Regions from separate parts of the Mus musculus genome. Here all the other regions are linked to region 3. Evidence: chromatin contacts called from public HiChIP or PLAC-seq data. All regions are on one chromosome and are shown on one strand. The core of a region is the stretch at or near the end of the contact, and the rest is flanking DNA. Distances in the headings are between cores, read along the strand shown.

Region 1 (3,008 bases), core at 428-2,927, 340 kb after region 3:
GATCCTTTCTTCCCCTTGGAAGTCCTGAAGATCTGTCCAATACCAGGGATCTTAGTGCTCAGGACAGACTCCTCTCACTGTAGGCTCAAGAATAAGTCATCCTATTACCAGATATTGAGTAAGGAATCTTTCACCAAAACAAACAAAACCTTTACTGCAACAAGAGAGGACAAAGCAGGAGGCCAGAGGAAACATGGTGATGTTATTCCCCACAGGACCCACAGGAGATGCAGCCAAGGAAGAAAACACTAGTGATTAATAAAAAGCCTTCTGGAATATAGCAGCAACTCCCCAATGTTCTGTGTCAGAGCTGATCTTCTAAGAAGAGCTTTCTCACTTGTAACTGGACCTAGACATCTCCTACTCCTCTTCAACCGAGAGGACATGAGCCCTTTTGTAGGATCTTAAGAAACTGCCCAACACCATCAGATGCTCACAAATTACAACTGATACCCCTGTACTTGGAGTCTTTCACCTGGACAACAGAAAACCATCTGACAGCTCACTTACCACATACGCATCATGGTCTGTATTATACACTATGCTTTATTTGCAAGAATCTCACAAAGATTGTATACAAATACCCCTATGATTAAATTATCTCTACTTTCTTGTGGAAAAAAAATTCCTCCATGGTAAAGCAAAAACATTGAATTTATTGGATTGCCTTTTCACAGTGAAAAGACACCACTTTTACTCCCTGAATTGATTATGGATTTTTGTCATTTTATAGGGTTTTCCCAAAATACAATACTTTACAACTTAGCCACTAGCTACAATCTTTTCTACTGTGGTCCATACTGTGCTGTGTGGATAGCACTATGCTTGCTCATCTTTCATAATTCTTTATCTTCTTCCAATTTTCAGCAACAGTTAACATCTATGCATGCTATTAGGAAGTTCCCAGAAATACTAAATGTTCATATTTACCTTTTTAGTCAACATGGTTTTAGTGTTTTACTTTTGGATTTTGGTTCTCTTATAGTATTCCTAAATGTATGTCGATATTATATTAAATATTCCAATAACCTCTGCTTCCAAACGCTGAGGCCCAGCTGGGACAGTCTTTTCATAGTTAATATAGCAAGCAGAAATTAAGTGACATATCTTTACAGCATTAAGAGTAAACTCCTGCCGGATTTGATCTTTTATCCCAGTACATAGAATTTTTTTTTCTCATAGTATATAGTGGGACCATCCTAAACAATTCAATAAATCTTCAAAATATCTCAAGAGGCAGGTAACTAGAAGCTACGAATGCTGAAAACAGACCATCACAGTACCTAAAGGTTGGAGTTGCACCCAGGAAACCAAGCTGGGGCACATAGTCACATGGTCTTCTCTCAGTCAATACCCTTCAGTGGAATTCTCACAAGACAGAAAACTGATTTCAACTCCTGTGGGATTTTATAGGAAAACTTTCAATTAAAGTGCCTTGCACAAACTTTGTCTAAAGGAGGACTAATTGAACAAAGCATCAATAACCAGTCTTAATACCAAATGGCTTAAGAAGTCACCATTGGTCTAGCTTTTTATGACTGTGGAAAGAAATGATCTTTCTCTCCAGGATGTGAGATGCTGCCAGGAAAGACTGAGTTTTTCTGTGCTGATTCAGAGAACAACTCAGGAAGTTCCAGGAAGCCAGCCTTTAAGTTACACATAAAGCAGAACCCAAGAGACGGAGGACCAGGCCTTAAGCTGCATTACTCTTACAGTCCATCTCAGTTCTGCAGGTGTCATATTCTATTCTGGCAAGAGAGTCAAGATAGTAGCCTGGGGGAGGCTCATTTAGACCTGACAGTAGGGGTACAAAGTCAGGCCTAACAACCTGCATATGACTATACAGACTGAGGCTTTCCTTTACAGTATGCAGAGTAAGGAAGCTCTTAACTGATTCTAGTTTTAAAATTGCCACTTCACATAACTTTTCAAGTTGAGTTGTCATTATGAAAGTATCCCTGTCATTTTTTTCAGTTATGCTTTTAAGACTTATACAGTACTGTTGCAAGAGTCCACATACATAAATGACCCCCATTATAAGACTTAAGAAAATCCCTTGATCATCCATCTCAACTAATCCAGCTATTATCTTAAGAGCTCATCCTTTTATTTTCATTGTGACATTCATCCCCTGCACCACTGCTACACACAGTATAAGGCCCTGTCTTGAAATATGATCCACAGGAAGCTACATAAGGAAATAACAGGAGATTGGAGAAATAAATGCCTCATACCCAGTGTAACTCATAGCATGCACATAACATACAGACTCTAGGAGATCCCTCAAGATCTATCAACAGGGCAGTTAAGAAGAATCTGTGTTCATTGGGGAAAATATAAGCAGCTTCTTTTCTTAAAAACCCAAGGAAATCTAGAGAGTGATTTCCTGGACTGAGAGACTTTGAGCAGAATATGGAATCCAGGACCCTTCACCAGCACTACTCATGTCTCATCTGGCAGGACGATAAAATAGATGCAAGCTGATGTGATTGAGTGAACAGCTTCTCTTCCTTTAGACAGCATTCCACAAGAGCAGAAAAGAATAAACTTTGCTAGGTGCCTCCTGGGGATGCTATATACCTGCCAAGATCCCTGAATGTTATTTGTCACCCCAGCTATTTCCTGCAATCTTTTAGGAATACAATGGATAACAAAAGGTCAAATTCTATTGGAAATATCACTCAGAAGAGAGAGTAAAAACAACCACATTCCAGTTCCTATTCTGACCCATTCTCCATCTTTTCCCCCTGAATCAGAAATCTGCCAAACGAAGTCCAGCATCACATGCTACCTCACGAGCTCACCAAACTTGGCAGGACATGCACTGCCACCTAACAATCAAGCAACACTTCCCAGCCTCGCTCAAGGAGCTGACCATGGCACTTAGTGCTGGCTTATGAAAGATAAGGAAGACATGGCTCCTGGCACTTCTTGGTATGGTCTGAGTTTTCCTCATACTTCGGGAAAGAGAAAAGAATGTGGGAAGAAGTGACATTCAGTATAGAACA
Region 2 (2,766 bases), core at 14-2,513, 460 kb after region 3:
TTTTTCTTTTGGGTTTTTGAGACAAGAGTTTCTCTGTGTAACAAGCCCTGGCTGTCCTGAACTTGCTCTGTAGACCAGGCTTGGCCTCAAACTCACAGAGATCCACCCGACTCTGCCTCCCAAGCACTGGGATTAAAGGCATGCACCTCCATACCTGGCCAACAAGTCTTTTCTTTCTTTCTTTATTATATATAAGTTCACTGTAGCTGTCTTCAGGCACACCAGAAGAGGGCACCAGATCTCATTACAAATGGTTGTGAGCCACCATGTAGTTGCTGGGATTTGAACTCTGGAAGAGCAGTCAGTGCTCTTAACCGCTAAGCCATCTCTCCAGCCCCACAAGTCTTATTCTTAATCTTGTTAGTTTAATCATTTCCCAGAAACTAAAGCAAGCACTTTAAATCTCTCATTAAAATGCCTTGGCTCAGACACATTAAAAGAATATATTTCTTTGGGTAAGAAAAAAAGTCTTCTACCAGACTGAGAAATAGAGGAACCACAAAGTGTGGTCTAGCCTCTTAACCCTCAATAATTTATAACCTCATAGTAAGGCAGACAGCCCAAAGAAAATAACGAATTTTTCTTTAAGTTTAGTTGTTGAGCTTGTAAAACCATTCTCTTTAAAAGAATGAAATAAGGGGCTGGTGAGATGGCTCAGTGGGTAAGAGCACCCGACTGCTCTTCCGAAGGTCCGGAGTTCAAATCCCAGCAACCACATAGTGGCTCACAACCATCTGTAACAAGATCTGACACCCTCTTCTGGAGTGTCTGAAGACAGCTACAGTATACTTACATATAATAAATAAATAAATCTTTAAAAAAAAAAAGAATGAAATAAATAGCTCATCAAAATGGCTCCAATCCTCTTATCTGAGGGATGCCCTCTGCTAATTACATTTAGATTAACAGATGCCCTCCAAATTATCTTTTCAGAAGAAAATGCTCCTACAGAAAGAGGCAGGTCTAGAGCAACATCGCAGGCACCTTTCCCAAAGAACATTCTACTCCACTTTCCCAAAAACCCACTCCACTCCTTGGGAGGCTACAACTAAGTACAATTGGAAGACACCCCTCAAACCCAGCGTGGTGGCACACGCCTTTCATCCCAGCACTCCGGAGGCAGAGGCAGGCGGATTTAAAGAAAGAAAGAAAAAAAGGAAAAAAAAAAGAATATGCTAATTGAGTGGTTTGAATAAGAATGGCCCCCAGAATCTCATACATTTGAATGTTTGGTCCTCAGGGAGGGAATAAGGACAAATCAGGAGGTGTGGCCTTGTTGGTGAAAGTGTGTTATGTGTGGGGGTTTGGGGGTTTCAAAAGCCCAAATCAGACCCAGTACGTCTCTCTTCTTGTTTCCTGTGGATCTGGATGTAGAACTCTCTGCTATTTCTCCAACACCTGTCTGCTTGCTTGCTGCCTTGCCTTTCACCATGATGACAATGGACCAAACCTCTGAACCTATAAGCAAGCCTCAATTAAAAGTTTTTCTTTATAAGAGTTACTGAGGTCACGGTGTCTCTCACAGCAATAGAACAGTAACTAAGACACTAATCAAAGACTGAAGGCAGCAAGAGAATTCCGGAAGAATCCTGTAATCCTCTGCCACATTTCTCCTTAGCACAGCTACTACACAGGATATTTCCCAGCTGGGCTTTCATCCTTCATGTCTGCTGGCCAAATCTTGGGCTACTCATTCCCGATAATGAATTTAGAAATTTCTGAAACAATCACCCAATGAAAAAAGGAAAATAAGAAACTTTAGGAATGCTTTCCCCCAGACACATGGAGTCACTTACAATTCAAAATACTCAAAGGTTTGGCTTTCCAAAGATGAGGGTGTTTTCCACTCCTGTTCAAATACAACCTCAAATAATGAAGAGGCTCTGATTTTACAGGATGCTTGGCATTCATCATATACTTTTTCTCCAACAAAAGGGAGAGAGAGAGAATGCAGAGAAATCATAAGAATATTGCCTATAGGTATAATCCATTGAGGGTGTGACAGGTAACAAACATGTTCAACTATTTACATAAGAGACAATACTAAATTTTACAAAAAGACGCACAGGCTGCTACAGAAAATACTACCAAAGAGGGCCCACCAGATCATGCCAACAAGTAAAGGCCTTTAAAGAAAAAAAGCAAAAAAATAAAAAAAAATAATAAAAGGCCAGCTACCTTGCCCTCTTATATTTATGCCCTGATTCTCAGAATAAATCAAAGAAAGATCAAGGGCAGAGATACTATAATACACAGTCTAATATTAGAATTCCAATTCTATTGACACTATACTATCCTATACTATACCACAGATGTTCCTTGGTGTATACAGTATGTCAATTTACAAGTTTTGGGCTTCTCAACAGCACAAAAGCAATACACAGCCAGTAGAAACTATACTTTGAATTACAAATTTTGATCTTTCCACAAGCTAGTGAGATGTAGTGTAATATGATGGGAAGTGGCCACAGGCTCAGTTCTCCATCCAGCTACACAATGAACAGGATAGACAATGTACTACACTGACCATAGAACCAAACATTAGATAGACCACTCACATTTTCAGGCTTTTTGGACATGGCCCTATCGTAAGTCAAGTAACATCTGAACTACATTATATTATTTATTTTGTCTACATAGCACTATTAGCTATGCATTCTAACCAATGTGATATTATTTTATAGTATGCTATCAAATACTATGTTATTTCTTCTGTTCTATACTACACAACACTGTGCTGTATATTGTATATTCTAGTGTATGTTG
Region 3 (2,872 bases), core at 63-2,562:
TACATTACTTTGGTCTTCCAAACCTCCGTCCAACCTCCAGCCACTGGCCTTCTGACCCACCCTCATATACTCACCCAGTTGACAGACAAATGCAGTTAATAAAGCTGTTGGGCTGGGAAACTATAGCAAAGAAATAGGAAATCTTATAGATAGGCTATCTAAGAGAGTTATATGTAAAAATAGAAGCTATTTCTATTCTGTATAACTGGGGGGAGTCACTTTGTTTTCCTAAACTGTATTTCTCTCTCCCTCTCTCCCTCCCCCCTTCTCTCTCTCTCTCTCTCTCTCTCTCTGTGAGTGTGTGTGTCCCTCCCTCTTTCCCTCCCCCCCACACAGAAAAATTTTCATACTTGAGTAGCTTCTGCAAACTACATAGAAATATAGAAGTAGGCATTCCTCTACAGCTGAAAGAAGACCTTTTTTTAAAAAAGAGGTGATTCACTTAAAGAAGTGATTTCCAGTCCAGCAGTCCAATCCAATACGGCATGATTTCCCCTGGCATCCTTTAGTCCACCCATCTAGTTTAAGGGCGACTTCTGAAATAAACTGGTTCTTTCATTCCATCACACAGGTGGGTCCTGGGGCTTGAACTCAGACTTTCAGGCTTGGTGGTGAGTGGCTTTATTTGCTGAGCAATCTTGCTGTCCAGCCATGCCATATTTTATTATTTAAATGAATTATAAATACTTCATGATCTTAGAAGTGGGGGCGGGGGGAAGCCAGAAACAAACATCAAAAGAGCAAACACTTCTCTCTGCGATGCTGGTATCAGTGGCAGAACTGTTAACAGTTTGAAAGACCGTTTGACTGGTGTACTTCAAAAAGCCAACTCAATGCTACTCTAAGTAAGTTCTAACTTAGAGATCAGCACTGTAAACAGATGGATAATTTGTATAAGAACCCTAGATTTCTAGGGGCGTCGCCAGTGATTTTTCAGGTACATCTATCCAATGAGAATAGGGACAGGCAATCTTAGCTAATGGGTTTCCCCTTTTAAACTCCTAGCAGGCAAAGGTTGTTAGGACAACGTATGACATCTGTATATGCTTTGACTTTTCCCCCAAGACTTTTAAAGCCATATAGCTTAAGGGCTCTCCTCTGATTAGATCTAGAATTGCTCACTAGAAAAGATAACCTACTCCTCACAGCAATTTGTAATGTTCTAACCAGAGTGATAATGGGTGGTCCATTCTTTCTAAACGTCCCACTTGTGCATATTTGAGACGGGGAACTCGGGTGTCTTTGCAACTTTTTTTTTTTTTTTGAGCACAGGATTGGAAAGCGAGGGATACCGTCTTACCCACTCGGGTCAGTAGTACACGGGCGAGTGCTTGTCCAACACGGAGCCATTAGGAGCCAAGCAAAGTGCCGAGCGGGTCCACACCGCAAGCTGCAACGCAGCCCACCGGGCTTGGCCGGATCCTAACAATGCTACCCTCGTGTCTCGGTGCTCGCCTCCAGCGCGCCTGCACGTACGTAGCTCGCACGTGTGTGTTGACATGGAGTTCGTGTGTGGACCCCCTTAGAATATGCTGAAACCGATTTCTCAGCGAGGCGCCGGAGACAGGTCGAGGGAAGGTAGGAGCGGGTGCGGCGGGCTCCCCCGGCCTCGGGGCGGGGAGACAGCGCGGGCCGCGCAAGTCCCGCGCCGGCCGCTAGAGCCCCCCGTGCGCAGCTCGGCCCAGGCCCCGCGCTCGCCCGGCCCGGCCCCGCGCTCGCCCGGCCCGGCCCCGCGCGGGGAAACACTCAAGCGCACACAATGAACTCCGAGGAGGCCGCGAGCCGGGCCGGCCGCCGCGCCCGCACCGTGTGAACCGCCTCTTGGTTGGGGGATGCCAACTTTGCCCCCCAGGCGTCCTCTGCAGCCCCGCAGGCCCCGCGCCGCCGTCGGGCTGAGGAGACGCGGTGAGTGAGCGAGCGAACGAACGAGCGAGCGAGAGCGCGCGGCGGGCCAGGCCTCCAGCCGGCGCGCGACGCCCCGGCCGCCTCGCCCGGTTTCGCCCCGGCGCGCGCCGAGGCATTTTTTTTTTTTTTTTTCTGTGGTGGAAGCCGCCGCCAACATGGCGCCCCTCGAGCCCCGAGCCCTCCGCGCTGAGCCAGCGGGGGGAGCCGGGGAGGAGGGAGGAGATGGCGGGGAGGAGGAGGCGGCGGCCTGCGTCCCCCCCGCCCCCCGCGCCCGTCGCCGGCTGAGGCCCGAGAGGCGCCGGGCGGCGGGAAGGAGGCGGCTCCGGAGGGAGGGCCGGGCGCGGCGGCGGCAGCGGCGGCGGCGACGGAGCGCAGCATAATGGTGGGGAAAGCTCGGCGGCGGCGGGGCGGCTGGGCGGCGGGGAGGGCGGAGGCATCCGCGGCGGCGGCAGCGCGGCCTGAGCTGTGGTGGCTGCCGGGGCCCCGGGCTCCCGGGCGGGCGGGCGGCGGCTGCCGGTGGCGTCAGGCACGGCCCCAGGCCGGTGAGGCCTGAGGGGTGGGCGCGTTTCCTCTGTCCAGCACCTTGTACCTCCGGCTGACGTGAGGAGCAGGCCCGCGGGAAGGCCGCGGAGAGCCGCGCGCGGCCTGCTGGCTCCGGGAAGCCGCGGAGTCTTGTGAGCTCCTCCCGCCCGGTCCCCGCGCCTCCCGCTTGGCCAGGCCCTGGGGCCTTTGCGCGGAGCGTGTAGCGAGCGGGCGGACGGGGAGCGATGAAAGCGAACGCCCCTGAGACCCGAGACCGGTGTCCGTCGCTCTCCCGGGGCTGCAGGCGAGCGGGTAGCGAGGCCTCAGCTGCCTCAACAGGTCCTTCTGGCCGTCCTGGGGGGATCGGCCGTCTTGTGCCCACGCAGAGCTGCGGAGAGAAGCCGATGGGGACGCTGCCTGTGGGGTTGTGGCCTGAACTTTCGCT

The links. HiChIP or PLAC-seq counts read pairs in DNA pulled down with a chosen protein or histone mark.
Region 1: an H3K4me3 HiChIP or PLAC-seq map of the 230-238 cell line shows a contact between it and region 3, with 11 read pairs. The contact joins the enhancer-like site here to the promoter of Zmynd11 in region 3. A contact is called at or near these places in 2 of 484 Hi-C or Micro-C datasets (Th1 cells and pro-B cells), 3 of 115 datasets of contacts at active chromatin or transcription factors (the 230-238 cell line and large pre-B cells) and 1 of 9 other capture datasets (liver).
Region 2: an H3K27ac HiChIP or PLAC-seq map of embryonic stem cells shows a contact between it and region 3, with 6 read pairs. The contact joins the enhancer-like site here to the promoter of Zmynd11 in region 3. A contact is called at or near these places in 1 of 39 promoter capture datasets (embryonic stem cells), 6 of 115 datasets of contacts at active chromatin or transcription factors (the NIH/3T3 cell line, bone marrow-derived macrophages, craniofacial prominence and 2 more) and 1 of 9 other capture datasets (adipose tissue).

Annotation. Positions count from the first base shown.
Region 1 is chr13:9,426,805-9,429,812 of GRCm38.p6, reverse strand. All of the region lies in intron 1 of Dip2c (disco interacting protein 2 homolog C), which reads right to left. Among named protein-coding and RNA genes, the nearest start is that of Dip2c, 150 kb to the right of the region's middle. Within about 2 kb of position 1,677, at least 42 of the 459 cell types and tissues checked have an H3K27ac peak or open chromatin away from gene starts, as enhancers often do. A contact at or near this core is called in the 230-238 cell line, where this site is marked.
Region 2 is chr13:9,307,453-9,310,218 of GRCm38.p6, reverse strand. The region is part of intron 1 of Dip2c (disco interacting protein 2 homolog C); the gene reads right to left. Among named protein-coding and RNA genes, the nearest start is that of Dip2c, 32 kb to the right of the region's middle. Within about 2 kb of position 1,263, at least 7 of the 459 cell types and tissues checked have an H3K27ac peak or open chromatin away from gene starts, as enhancers often do. A contact at or near this core is called in embryonic stem cells, where this site is marked.
Region 3 is chr13:9,763,761-9,766,632 of GRCm38.p6, reverse strand. Zmynd11 (zinc finger, MYND domain containing 11) reads left to right here and starts at 1,312. Exons shown (of 15, transcript NM_001199141.2): 1 at 1,312-1,578.